2 separate regions of the Mus musculus genome follow, and region 2 is linked to region 1. A link is a contact called in public capture Hi-C data. All regions are on one chromosome and are shown on one strand. The core of a region is the stretch at or near the end of the contact, and the rest is flanking DNA. Distances in the headings are between cores, read along the strand shown. Region 1 holds the start of Dnase1 (deoxyribonuclease I). Region 2 holds the start of Srl (sarcalumenin).

What was found. Capture Hi-C pulls out chosen DNA fragments and counts their contacts.
Region 2: a contact with region 1 is called in a capture Hi-C map of embryonic stem cells, with 2.1 times the contacts expected there. The contact joins the promoter of Srl here to the promoter of Dnase1 in region 1. A contact is called at or near these places in 1 of 39 promoter capture datasets (liver), 1 of 484 Hi-C or Micro-C datasets (embryonic stem cells) and 2 of 9 other capture datasets (adipose tissue and embryonic stem cells).

Annotation. Positions count from the first base shown.
Region 1 is chr16:4,033,872-4,040,941 of GRCm38.p6, forward strand. It overlaps Dnase1 (deoxyribonuclease I), which reads left to right and starts at 3,165. Exons shown (of 10, transcript NM_001357143.1): 1 at 3,165-3,303; 2 at 3,437-3,563; 3 at 3,679-3,826; 4 at 4,083-4,171; 5 at 4,316-4,399; 6 at 4,645-4,760; 7 at 5,072-5,184; 8 at 5,259-5,413; 9 at 5,674-5,770; 10 at 5,941-6,153. The coding sequence starts at 3,680. The coding sequence ends at 5,994. Trap1 (TNF receptor-associated protein 1) reads right to left here. Exons shown (of 18, transcript NM_026508.2): 17 at 6,488-6,560; 18 at 6,106-6,353. The coding sequence ends at 6,252.
Region 2 is chr16:4,518,335-4,525,900 of GRCm38.p6, forward strand. It overlaps Srl (sarcalumenin), which reads right to left and starts at 4,732. Exons shown (of 7, transcript NM_175347.6): 1 at 4,659-4,732. The coding sequence starts at 4,719.

The DNA.
Region 1 (7,070 bases), core at 1,915-4,414:
GGTGTGCCAAAGCATGCGTGTCAAAGGACAACTTAAAGGCGTGGCTCTCTCCACCGCTTGGAGCCTAAGGACTAAGCTCAGGTCATCAGGGCAACAGCACTTAACCACTGACCCATCTCACTGACCCACATGTAAAATCTAAAGAAAAACTTCATTTTTAACCATAATTATTCCTGGGATATGTTCACTTGCAAGAGACTTTGAAACTGCCATCCTTGCCTTGGTCTACATCAAATTTCACAGTAATGTTTTCTCAGAAGCTGCCACAGCAGTGGCCACACAGATAAGATACAGAATACTATAGAAAGAGATAACGCAGTCATGTTGTGTCTGACATGCAGACATGCGTACTTCACCACTCGCTGAGTTACTTTGTGCTCCTTCTTTGTGTGAGGGCAGTGAAGCACCGGCTGTGGCCTGCCCCACCGTGGCCTGCCCTACCATGACCTGCCCCACTGGGATCACTTGTTTTGGTCACAGTCCTTAAGAGGATTTTCTTCCATATCCTTTGACTTGGCTCACACTTTAATAATCTATTGCTATTCGTTACTTCCCCATTTGGTATCTGTGACAAGAGCAATTTAAAGAGAACATTGTAAATAATCAGAGCTGACCTTTAAAAAGCTCACCTGATCCGTAAAAGTGGCCAGTGTTCCTTATGGTCACTGGCTGTCAGCACATACTTCCTTGTTGATCTGACTGAAAACTCCAGAAGCACTCAGCTGCTTCTACCTTCCTGGTTCTTGTACCTCCAGAGTGTGCTCCTGGTCCTACTGTTGATGTTCGGCATGGTAGAGACAGCATCTAGATGTAAGAGCATCACATCACTGTTTCTCTAGTGGGGTTTCCACTTCCCCCTTTTTGTCCTAGTGCAGTTCAGGGATAAGACACCCCTCCTGGCTATACACAGAAAAGAATGACTTGCTCTGCACACTGAGCTTGGAGGCCACTGACTGCGCAGCAGTAGCTGACACAAGAAGAAAAGGAAAACAAGAGAGAAAGGGGAGGCTGTGTAGCATCCAGAGGCTTTCCTTCTAAGAGGAGTAAACTCTATTTAGACTTGCAAGTCCTGTGTCCACTGATCTTCCAACCACAGAGCAGGACAAGAATCCTTACTCCAAATGAATGTAACCTAGCTGGGTGTCTCCCAGGGAGCCCAGGTGAGGGGCCACCATGTGCAACTGGGGCTCAGGACCCAGCTGCTGCCGAAGGAAGACCTAAGCCCTAACCTTTCTGTTGGCTGGAAGGAAAGTAGGGGTACCTAGGAGCTCCCAGGAGCAGGGAGTTAATGGCAGGCTTGCCAGTACCCTTAGCTACCAGATGCTGAGAAACAGAGGAGTGGGGCCCTCTGCCAAAGTCATTCGTGTCAGATCTTACTGATGCTTCTGTGTCTAGCTGCCTGGTGTCAGCCACCTTTCTTTGCACATTGGTCTGCTCCCATTCCTACCACAACCTCTCAAATGTGTGACCAAGGTAGAAAAATATGAGTTGTGCTCAGCCACCAGGTGCCCCAGCTACTTGCTGGGTGGGTGAGAACTGGGCGAGCACTGACACACTCCCGTCTATCACAACCTCAGCTGAAGCATGGTCATGCAGAGCTCTGAAAAGACTTACATGGGGCTGGAGTGGTTTGCTGCCAAGCACCTAACAACTAGCCTGTAAACTCTGCACAAAATTCCAGAACGTGCAAGGTGGAGGCAGGAGGATCAGAATATGAAGATGGGGTTTCTGGTAGCTGGAGAGGCAGGTGGGTGATTGGATCTCTGACTTGTGCATGTGAGACACACAGGAGATGTGCTCCAGTGCCACTGTGACACTGTCTTCCCCAAGGTGTCTTTACTTTTCGTATGCTATGTTAATTTTTTCTAGTCCTGCATAACAGGTGCCTTGGCCAGCTGGCAGGTACTTTGCTGACCTTGGCCTCTTTCCGACTCCTGACCTCTAGGCTGTCCTGCTTCTGGATATATCCAACCTCTTGTAGCTGCCTGTTCTATTTGCTACTTCCAATTCTCTCTGGGCATAAAAGCTCTTCCTTCATCAGGAAGGTTCAGTCTCTAGAACATGTTTGTGTTGTCCTTGGAAAGCCAAAATCCCTTCAGCATAGAGCTTCTGATGGAGGGATAAATGGTACCCCAAAAGATGTCCACACCCTAATACTTGGCAAAAGAGAACTTTGTGGGAACTGGGAAGATGGCTCAGTTGGTAAAGTGTTCACTAGAAGTGTAAGGGCTGGAGTCAGATCTGCAGCTCTCGTTTAAGACTAGTATGACAGCAGGAGCTTGTAATCCCAGCACTAGGAGGCAGACACAGGGTGATTCGGGGCCTTGCTGGCCAGTCCATCTGGCCAATTTGCTGAGCTCTAGATTTAGTGAGAAACCCTGTCTCAAAAACTAAGGTAGAGAGTGATAGAGGAAGATACGTGTATCAACCTCTGGCCTCCATGTGCAGTTTAGGGGAGAGGACCAAGGAAGGATAGGACTAGGGTGAGATGGGACATTATCCTGTCCACATCCAAGAGGAACATAATGCAGTTCCATCATCAGAGAAAGGGAGAGCTGCCCCAAGAGTCTTCCCCTAGAGTGGGGTGCATATGGCCCTTGCACACACCTGGGTTTTGAACCTCTGACTACACAGCTTTCAGGAAATTGTGGTAGCTTGTTAAAGAGCCCTAGGGGATAAACACAAATGAACTATCAAGGATTGAAAAAAATGGCAAGACCCACCCCTGAGTTACTCTGTCTTGTGATGTAGATACTTGGGGATCCCTTGAGCTCCTTGTTTCCTCAGGAAGAATTTCTATCGCCCAGCATTTCCCACCTGGAGCCTCTAGCATCTCAATGACTTTGGAGGTGGGGGTTCCTTAACCACAGAGCAGAGCAGCTGTCTTGAGAGTCCATGGTGAACATGTCAGTGTCTGAAATTTGCTTTTGGCTACAAGGTGACATTAACCCCCTAGACCAGACATAAGTAGATGAGCTAATGCAGCCAGCCCTGCCTCCAATTCCTACGACCCACCCCTGGTAGTGAGGGCAGGATGGGCAAAGGACACAAGGTTTTATAACCATGCACAAACACGTTATCAGACTGTTTTTACAGTAAGAGGCACCTTGTCTGTTGATGTCAGCACGTGCTATCAGCCTGCCCAGGGCCCAATGGGATGGCCACACAGGCAGCCCTATTGTTCTGTGCTCTTGGGTGAAGGGTACACATGCGCCCTGGGGAGGTCAATACTGCCTGAACCTTTAAAACTGGCAGAGCAAGGCAGGTTGGCATTGCCTGGACAGCGACCCTGAGAGCTAGCAGGTCTGTAATTCCACACTGCTTTTTGGTTTTTTCCTTTATACATTTTGTAAAAAGAATCTTCCTTTAAAAGCAAAAGAAGAAATATATATCAGAATTTTCCAGGTTAGTATCAGAATTCTCATCATCTCTGTAGACATCTCTGTGAGTGTCAGGTGTTGAGTGAACTCACCTTGTTCATCCAGTTCCAGTGCAGACTCGGGGGCTCATCATACAGAGCAGGTCTGTTCTGACTGCTGCAGCCGTCTCAGATTGGCTTTCAGGTAAGTACAGGGGAAGGACTGAGGGCCTCCCACTGGCTCAGCACAAGCTAGGCTTTAGTCTTTGATGGGGATGGGAGCTTCACTGCTTCTTTGTCCTGACCATTCAATCTCACAGGATGCGGTACACAGGGCTAATGGGAACACTGCTCACCTTGGTCAACCTGCTGCAGCTGGCTGGGACTCTGAGAATTGCAGCCTTCAACATTCGGACTTTTGGGGAGACTAAGATGTCCAATGCTACCCTCTCTGTATACTTTGTGAAAGTAAGTCCACTGTGGCCAGAGTCTGAGAGCAGGCGTGCTATCAGGGAAGCTAGAGACCACAGTGAACCTGAGGCCTTACCATAGCTGGGTGGATGTCAGCCCAGATTACGGTCCACACCGTCCATGGCTGGCAGGAGAGCTGTGTGGAAGGAAGAGCAGCAGCTGCAGCTCTGGCTCTCTGAGGTTCCTGGGAGGGACAAAGTCTGAGGTCTTGAGCTGCTGATCCAGCCCTGCCTACCCAGCCTGTTACCCGCAGATCCTGAGTCGCTATGACATCGCTGTTATCCAAGAGGTCAGAGACTCCCACCTGGTTGCTGTTGGGAAGCTCCTGGATGAACTCAATCGGTGGGTGACAGTACTGGAGTCCTAGAGTATAATGACAACCATTTACAGTCTCACGCCCTCTGTGCTCTATTGTTGGAGCCCTGCTATCAGATGCCAGGAGGCTCCCTCTATGGTGAAAAAGTACCTTTGGTTTCCTTTATCCAGGGACAAACCTGACACCTACCGCTATGTAGTCAGTGAGCCGCTGGGCCGCAAAAGCTACAAGGAACAGTACCTTTTTGTGTACAGGTAAAGCCCTATGCTGCCAAAGCCTGAGAATAAACTCAGGGATGTGCAGGCCTCAAAGCTGTGCCAAAGAGGATGAGAGTGGTTTGGAGGGCCAGGTGACCCTCTTTTACTTGGGAGGTCCTTATAGAGTAGGGGTAGCAATGTATATTACAGGACTTCAGGATAAGGTTCTGGCTGGGTGGGTATCCATCTACTCAGGTAGCTCTCACAGCCCCAGAGTCACCTCTTGTCTTGTCTTTCTCTAGGCCTGACCAGGTGTCTATTCTGGACAGCTATCAATATGATGATGGCTGTGAACCCTGTGGAAATGACACCTTCAGCAGAGAGCCAGCCATTGTTAAGTTCTTTTCCCCATACACTGGTGAGTGCTACTGGGCTTCACTGTCAGCCCTGCCTAGGCCACGATGGAGTCACAGCTTACAACTCCCATCCAGACCTCTAGAAGCCTGTGGCTGGCAGGGCTGCCCCCACATTCCCTCAGGGAACTCCCAGTGCTCTGAATTTACATTCAACTACAAGGACAATATCTAGCCTGTGGGAGACTGTCCCATATCTTCACCTCTGCTCGAAGCTAAAACCACTCTGCATAAGGGCCCCAGTGTAACCTCAGACCAGACCCAATCCAGGCTGGTCTCTGGACACCATGTCCATAGCATGTCTGCTTTTCCTCAGAGGTCCAAGAATTTGCGATCGTGCCCTTGCATGCAGCCCCAACAGAAGCTGTGAGTGAGATCGACGCCCTCTACGATGTTTACCTAGATGTCTGGCAAAAGTGGGGCCTGGAGGTGAGACCATCCTAGGGACAATGGGTTCTATTGGCCCTGTTTGTCCCTGGACCAACAGGCATGTCTGCTGGTAGGACATCATGTTCATGGGAGACTTCAATGCTGGCTGCAGCTACGTCACTTCCTCCCAGTGGTCCTCCATTCGCCTTCGGACAAGCCCCATCTTCCAGTGGCTGATCCCTGACAGTGCGGACACCACAGTCACATCAACACACTGTGCTTATGACAGGTGAGCAGCCCCAAAGCCAAACCAAGCCTTCACTCGCCTTCTCCTACTCAAGAGGCAGGAGCTCTCCTTCTTACAGACTCCTAGTTTTCTTGTCAGAGTGGCTACCAGCAGGTGGGGTTCCATCTGGGCAGCTTACATGTTAGTTCCTGCTAGTGCAGGGCCTTCTCTTGGTACTCCTGGGTGTAGCACATTTGGAGCCTGGGGTCAGCAAACTCTATGTGGGAAAGAGGAGAGGGACCTTCTTCTTTGATATCCTACAGGATTGTGGTTGCTGGAGCTCTGCTCCAGGCTGCTGTTGTTCCCAACTCGGCTGTTCCTTTTGATTTCCAAGCAGAATACGGACTTTCCAACCAGCTGGTATGTGTCCTCTCTCTTGTGTGGTTTAGGTTAGCCTGGAGCCAAGCAGGAGCTACTGTTTCCATACTAGATGTGGGTGGAGGCAGTTCAGGCCAGGAGCAGGCTTTCTACCTGCTTACCCTCTGTGGTATAGAGGACCTTGCTCTGACCCCACCTCCCTGCCTCTGTAGGCTGAAGCCATCAGTGACCATTACCCAGTGGAGGTGACACTCAGAAAAATCTGATGTCATTGAGCAGTTCAGCCATACTGCTTCTGGTGAGGAAGAATCCACTTCAACTCTATTTGGTACTACAGCATTCCACCATCTCAGAACAGAGAAAACGTCTGCCACGGGGACTAAGAAATACTGTTTAATTGAAGTAAATAAAGCTGAGCTCAAGCAGTTGGTGGCACTGTTTGTGTATTAAGTCCTGCCTCCCCAGGCAGGTCCATTATCACCCGAGAAGACCTGGGTTGACACTAAATCCAGTGTCTTGGCTGTCAGTGTTTCTCCAGGACCTTGACCAAAAGGTCGTTCAGGCGGCCGACCATGGCCCGGGGGTCATCAACGAGTCCTGCTGCTATCATGGCATTCTCATAGATCTGAAACACAGGGATGGCATAGTAAAATCAGGATCAGGGGCTCATGTCCAGCCTGACCTACGCCTGACCCTCAGGAAGAGAGCAGCTTTGTACCCCCAAGGCAGAAAAGGATGCCAAACCCAGTCAGTCCTCACCTGATCCACGAGCAGCTGGGCCAGCTCCGGCTCGCTCTCCCTCAGCTGGCAGAGCTTCTTTATCAGTGTGTGCCTGCACCAGGAAGCCAACAGAGATCAGCTCAGGCTGCGTGTTACCAACCTGGGCTTCTGCTGTTACATGAGGATCATTAGAACATAAAAAAAAACTGCAATGTAGCTGTTGAGCATGAAAAATACCCTGATGTTATAAGTCACCCAGAAACTCAACAATCACTGTAAGAGTGTCAATATCAAAAAATGCAGATGGGGTGCTGAGTAGCAAAAATCAATGTACACTAATAGAGGTGAACTGTTCATAAATTAAGCCCTATGTTTTTATGAAATCTAAATGTATAGAAAAATAAGCACAAAAAACCACTGAGAGGGCACTCTGAGGGGAGGCAGAAACGTTCCTACAGATCTAAGTACTCAAGTGTCTAAGAATGGCAGCATCTCATGAGCAAGAAGATGGGTTAGCATACATAATAAGGATATGTACCAGCCGGGCGTGGTGGCACACACCTTTAATCCCAGCACAGGCAGGCAGATTTCTAAGTTCAAGGCCAGCCTGGTCTACAATGTG
Region 2 (7,566 bases), core at 3,482-5,981, 490 kb after region 1:
CTCTCCTGGTATTCCTTTCCATCTTTCTGAAACTCATTTATTTATTATCTTCTTCCTCTTCCTAATCTTCAGTTCCAGTGTCCTTCAAAGACGAGTTCTTGATCTTATTTTTCTCCCTCTGCAATGGCTCCCTCCGTCCCAGCTTGCTGGTCTCTGTATAAGTGAACTGTGCCTCTGCATTTCTAGGCCTGGTTTTCATCTAGTCCTAGGCTACAATCTCATCTTTCCTCTAGTTTTGTTTATTTGTTTAAAACAGAGACCCTCTATATAGATAGCCCAGGATGACCTTGAACTCGGACTCCTTTTCCCTATGTGTTAGAATTATGAGCATGTGCCACCATGCTCAGTCTGATCTCAGCTTTCTAACTACTTCTAATCCCCATCCAGATGTCCCATAGTCTAAGGTACTCAAAATGACCTAAACTGAACTTTGTGTATGTGTAACAGAATTTCACTCCTGGATGGCCTGGAACTTGTTAGGAAGACCAAGCTGGTCTGTAACTCACAGAATCTATCTGCCACTGTCTCCTGAGGGCTAAAACTAAAGTCATGTATCACCACATTTGCCCAAACCGAGCATTTAGCATGTGTTCTCTCCCGCAGTAGCAATGTCTTGTTCTGAAGTTCCTCCAGTGATTTGCAAGGAAGCCTGTCAGGTCTTCCTGCAGCCTGCCCAGGTTGGGAAGTCTGGCCTGGAGTATCCTAACTCTGTTAGGGTTGCCTCTTCTGCCTACTCACAAGTTCTCTGGGACTATACTCTCTGACATAGCTGACTAATTCGTTTCCTCCAATCCTGCTCCTTCCTACCAACATAACTAAGCACATCTCTCAAAGCCCCCCATGGCTCCCCACTGTCCACAGAAGAAAGCTTTCTTCTTCAGCCAGCACTGAAGGCCACTCACAGCTCACTCCATAAGGCTGGCTAGTTCTGCTCCCTTCCTGCTGTCTTCTCACAGCTGAACCCTCCTTCCCTCAAGGGCCAGTTTCATCTTCCTCAATCTAAAACCGCTCCTCAGGCAGCAGGTGGCTCAGCGGGTGAGTGCTCGCTGCCAAGCCTGATGGCACTAATTAGATCACTGAGGTTCCCAAAGGCTGTCTGTGGCACATACAGGCCCCTCCCCAATCAATACGTACAAACATTGTGTATTTTCATAAAAAAGACATTCTTCACTCCACTCCTACCCCAGCTTCTTGCTTTCTCAAATCTCCATTATGATAGTATCTTATCAGCCCAGTGTATGTGTATGAAGGAAGCTGTCTTTTTCCTTCCTTCTAGACGAAAAGTATGCCAAAAATTTCTTCCCTATTCCCTTAATACCATACTTTAAAAACAGCAGGCACAGCCGGGCGTGGTGGCGCACGCCTTTAATCCCAGCACTTGGGAGGCAGAGGCAGGTGGATTTCTGAGTTCGAGGCCAGCCTGGTCTACAAAGTGAGTGCCAGGACAGCCAGGGCTACACAGAGAAACCCTATCTCGAAAAAAACAAAAAAAAAAAAAACAAAACAAAAAAAAAAAACAAAACAGCAGGCACAATAAATATTGAATGACTTTATAAAATGATGAATTATTTCAAGCTATGTGAATGAATGGCTTCAAGTCCTCGAGCAACACTCCACGCTAGGCTTGGATTTGGGCTTAGACTAGAGAATGTGCCCATCTCCAGAGCCACAGACCCTGTTCTGTACAGCATACTCTCCCAGCTGTCACCTTCATTCCAGCCAACAAGTACCTCATCCCCCTCTTAGGCAGAGCCAGCAGCAAAAGCAGCCATCTTGTCTTCCATTTGTGTCCACAGGAGTTGGGTCCTTCTCAACCTACATTCACAAGCAGACACCAAAGGCCAGTTGGTTGCAACTGGCCTTCCTTCTCTTCACCTTTCCCAGGGGCTAAGTGGACAAAGGCACAGAGAAAGAAGAAAAGAGATCTGAGCTCTGGTTCTGACTGGCCAGGAACTAGTTATTTGGCCTTCACTGTAACATATGGTATTCACTGTAACATATAAGGGGCGAAAACAGAATTTCCCAACTATGGTTCTCATGCCACTAGGGAAAGGGCTGAAGCCATAAGCACATCCTGGCACTGCACTTCACAGGCTCCCGATGGAAAGTGGGGAGACAAGATGTACCCTGTGAGCTTGTCCAGCTTTCACAAGCTAGACAAGGGGACATCACTTTGGGAACTAGAAAGGTTTCTAAAGTCGGCTCTCCCTGGAGCCCCGACTTCACTCCTCTTAAAGCCCCCCAGCAGAAGACAGTAGCAGCTGGACTGCCCTGTGGAGGAGGCAGAAAGGAAGTTTCCCTCTCCATATACAGCCTTACAGTAAAGAGGAGGCAACCTGTGCCCTCAGGGAACGAAATGGACACATCACCCTGGGCCTGTAGAAGTGCACCCCCAGCACACACCAATTTCTTACGGTGGAATGGGGGGTCAAAGGATCTGAAGCAACAGTCTCAGAAACGTCCTGGGCGGCCTTGTCCACGCCCCCCTTTCACATGCATCCACAGTCCTCTGCCAGGCAGGCAGGGGAGGGACACGGTTCCCAGAGGAGTGCTAACAGCACTGGGACTTGTGCTTCTGTCCCTGACTGGGAAGGTCCTTTCACTTCACCAAGTTTTTCTTTCCTTCACTATCCAATAAAAACATTCATTAAATCATCTCTGGAGTTCTTGATGAGACCTCTCTTCCAGGTCCTTAGACCAGGGAGAGAACTCGGGTAATTATAAAGAACTCGGGGTAGCTGGACGAGGGAAGGGACCAGAGGTGTCTGGTGACAGGAGCCTATGGCTGCTCCCAAGTTCTGGTGTAGGTACTTGTGACTAATGCCTAGGGAAACAGGGATGCTGGGTGTCCTAATGAGAAGAGGCAATTGGGACCTCAGAGTCAACCACCCAGTCTAGAGGAACCATAGAAGCAATGTGGGAAAGATAAGATAGGATGTGTTCCAGGGTTCCTATCTTTGAAAGTGAGGGTAGAGCTAGAGAAGACATTGGCTTCTTCTAGCCCAGGGAGATAAATGACGACCGGAGGAAAAATGGAGACAGGAGTTCAGCTACAAGGTAGTGACCTTTAGCCAGGATGGCAAGTTCTGGGGGAAATTCAACCACTAGCAAAGACTGCTGTTCTAGGGGTATGGGGAAAGCATCAGGTGTCTTGTAACCTCCCACTGAGTTGAAGCAGCAGCCACCTCGGGGTACACAATCTACAACTGGGCAGAGTAGTGGTAACTGAAGTAGAACAAGCAGGCAGGGGGATTTGAGACAGGCAAGAGCAAGCTCACACTCCTGGGTACAAAAAGAAACAGCCTAGAAAAACTTTGATATGAATCACATGCCTCTTTCCCATAGCAAGAGCTCTGAACATAGCCTTCAGAATAGTCTAGAAATCCTGTCCCCTTTATACAAAGAAAGAAAAAAAATTTAAATGTCCCTAAAAGGACAGAAATTCCTGGGGCTTTGCTGTGTGGTAGCTTCAAGGTGGCAGCTGGGGCTGGAGCAGCAGAGGAGGGGCTGGGAAGAGGAGAGGGTGGCAGTGGCTTCGGGCTCAGGATCCAATTACAGGACTGTTTCCATACTTAGCCACCTGACAGCCGCTTGGAATACTCACCACTCTAGCCACCACAGCCCCATGGAGACCAAATTAACTCAAGGGCAGACAAGGGCAGGGCCCAACAGCAAGCCCAATGGCCCAGAGCACCCAGCCTTACCTCTCACACCCCCAAAGAATGGCTTTTGTTCCTCATATGCCTATCCTCTCACTGGACTGCACCTCTGTCACTCCAGTCCCTGAGACAGAACCTTAAAGGTCTAAAACAAGGACCCAGAAATCTCACAAAGATGAAGTACCAGCATAAAAGACAGACCAGGGTGTCCTAGATCCCTAGGGGGAATCTTAGAGCACCTCCCCTAAGAATCCCCAAGGGGAAGCCAGTCTTGGGAGTCTTAAGAACAAGAGAGGTGGCAAAATGATCGGTGTCCCCTCCGCAGACTATAAATAACCCCCATGCTGCAACCCAAGCCACCACCTCTGCCACACAAAATGTTGAGATGCCAAAGGAGAGCCATGGTGTGCAGAGCTGAGCCCCCTTCTGGAGGAAAGACCCTGCCCCTCGGAAGGCTCTCCTCCATTCCCCTCCACATTCTGTCCAGTTGCTTCCAACACAGTCACCAGTTCTCAGCTTTCCATTCAGTTCTACCCTATCCCAGTTCCAACTCTGTCCCACTGTTCATAAAATGATTCTCAGCTTTGTCTGCAGTGTCCCACTCTGTCCATGGACATGCAGACCTAAGTCACTAGCTAAAACAAAGTCTCTGTCCTATCTCCCACCAAGATGGTAACTCAGACAACCTCCAGCTCCAAGAGTATGTATTTTTATCCATCTCAGAGATTCCTCTATGCCTGACTCCGGAGGGTCCTCTCTCCAGCATGTTTCTCTCTGAACCTGGTCTAGACCTCAGAACCATTTGCTCTGATTTCTTCTTAGAACCCCTCACTGGCTCCCACTTCTCTCTAGCACCTCATCCTCTGTGTCCCGGGCCCCTGAGAGAAGGGCAGTTATACGAGCTAGATGCAAAGTTCTGCCATCAGCCCAGCCCCCCACTCGGATAAAAACTTGGGCACATTAGGGGCCCAATGGAAGCCATTTGTGCAGGGGGCGTACCTGCTTGTCCTGAAAGCAGCAGGGAGGCCAGGAAACAGCAGAGCAGGAGCAGCGCCTTCATGGTGACTGCCAAGAGAGCCCAGCTGCTCCTCGCCTCTATTTATATGGTGGGTGCAAGCAGGCACGGCAGGAGGTGGAGGGCGGGGGAGAAGGGTCACACAGTCACTAGGGCAACTGGGCAAACACGATGGGAAAGAAGCCCAGACCCCCAAGGGCTACTGTGGGTGTTGTCCTAGGCTCCAAGCAGAGAAGCAGAGCCCAGTAGTGGCCTCTCCCAACATGCCCAGGGTTATTTAGTTCAGGGTAGGGGAGAAGGGGCTAAAGATGGCCCTTGGGCTAAGGTCCAGGAGTTAGGAACTTGAGTCTTCCTAGAATATTTGCTACCTTGACCTAAAGTCTCAGATAGGTCAAGGACCTGGAAATGCCTACAAATGAAGGACTATAGGCCAAATGGAAACCAATCCTAGTTGATAGTCCCTGATCTGCAATCTAGCAAATAGGAAAACCCACGACATCTGACCTTTGAGGTCGACGACTACGAGCTTGTCCTTCCAGGGCCTCTGTACAGAGAATGCTGAGCAGAGGGAAAAAGGGGACTCAGAGAATCGCCTGAATGACATGATGTCAGTTGGAGGTGGAGAGGCAGGTCCATTTCCAGTGGGCAGGGCCTCCTGAATGTTCAGTCACCTCTACAAAGTGCTTTTTGATGCATTCTTCCTCTGGGCTTGTGGTAGCCCTGAGAGCCAGCTATAGGACAGCAGATGTCGGCTTGTCTGGCTAGGGGATAGTGTCACCAGGAAGGGAGGAGGCAGCAACTGGCCACGGAGTAAATGAACTAAAAGCAAACTGGGCACCTGTTCTGTGCTGGGAACTTTACAGTTCTCAAAGCTTGGTTTTATGGTACTGGAAATTAAACACAGGGCTTAGGCCAGAACACTCTGCCACAAAATCATGTCCCTAGCCCATGTGCTTCCCATACTTAGTGCAGCTTTATTGATATACAATCAACAAAAAATATGCTACATAGGGTTTCTTGTTTTTGTTTTTCTTGAGTCAGGGTTTCTCTGTGCAGCCTGGCTGTCCTGGAGCTCACTCTGTACACCAGGCTGGCCTCGACTCAAGGATTCTCCTGCCTCTGCCTCCTGAGTGCTGGGACCAAAGGTGTGTGCCACCATGCCTTGTACACCACACCTATCTAAAGGGTACAAACTGGTAAAATTTAACCAATGTCTGCAATCTCTTATATACCAGCACAATCAAGAAAATGAGCAGATCCCTCCGCTACAGTCTGGCAACCTTTAATCTGCTTGCTGTCGATACACGTTAGTCTGCATTTCCCAGCTATCAGTGGCCTTTATCTGCTTCCTTTCACTCAGCACAATTATTTTCAGATTTATTCATTCTATCAATAGCCTATCCTTTTTCTTTTTTCTTTTTTTTTCTTTTGGTTTTGCTTTTGGCTTTTTGAGACAGAGTTTCTCTGTATAGCCCTGGCTGTCCTAGAACTCACTTTGTAGACCAGGCTGGCCTCAAACTCAGAAATCCGCCTGCCTCTACCTCTAGAGTGCTGGGATTAAAGGTGTGTACCACCACGCCTGGCTGCCTATCCCTTTTTTTTCCCCCAATTTTCTTCATTTACATTTCAAATGCTATCCCGAAAGCCCCCCCATACCCTCCCCCCCCCACTCTCCTACCCACCCACTCCCACTTCTTGGCCCTGGCATTCCCCTGTACTGAGGCATATAAAGTTTGCAAGACCAAGGGGCCTCTCTTCTCAACAATGGCCAACTAGGCCATCTTTTGATACATATGCAGCTAGAGACAAGAGCTCCGGGGTACTGGTTAGTTCATATTGTTGTTCCACCTATAGGGTTGCAGTTCCCTTTAGCTCCTTGAGTGCTTTCTCTAGCTCCTCCATTGGGGGCCCTGTGATCCATCCAATAGCTGACTGTGAACATCCACTTCTGTGTTTGCTAGGCCCTGGCATAGTCTCACAAGAGACAGCTGTATCAGGGTCCTTTCAGCAAAATCTTGCTAGCGTATGCAATGGTGTCAGCGTTTGGAGGCTGATTATAGGATGGATGCCTATTCCTTTTTATCAGTGAATAGTCATCCATTGTAGGAACAAACCACAATTGGTTATCCACTCACCTGCTGATGGACATGTGGGTTGTTTCCAAAATTAAACCATTAAAAGTAAAGTTGTTATGAATATCTGAAGGTATAGCAATGTACAGACAGAAGCTTTTTCTCTTGTGTAAATGCCTAGGAGTGAAAACGTTGAGTCATATGATATCTGCTTAAACTTTTCCCAAGGCGATTGTACTATTTTATGTTCCCAAAAGCTCACTTGTTTCAGTCCCCACGCAGCCTAACCTGATACAGTTGGTACATGCTGTCCTGGGGATGGAACTCAAGGCCTTCCATGTCCTAGCCAAGAAGTCCATCACTGAGTACGCCTCAGCCCTTACCTTCAGGCTCTTTAGATGTACTTGTGGGGCTCACTGCAGGATTTATTTCTTAAACAGTTTTCGTGTGTGTATGTGTGTGTGTGTGTGTGTGTGCACGCGCATGTTATGGTGCACACAAAGGCTAGAAGAGACTTCTATCCTTTCACCACCCAGCTTCTGGGAACTGCGCTCAGGCCAACAGGCTTGGAGGCAAGTGCCTTTACCCTCTGGGCCATCTCATCTCATTCAGTCTTGACTTCCACTTCCCTAAAGCTAATAATATTAACGTCTTCACTTGTCTACTACCTATTTTTTGGTATATTTTTTATTAAATGCCTGCTTAAATCTTTTGTCCACTTATTATGAGATGTTTTGTTCAGTTTTGATCCTTACATAAATCCTTTATCAGATATCTGACTTGCAAATGTCCTTTCCAAGTCTGTAGCTTGTCATTCCAT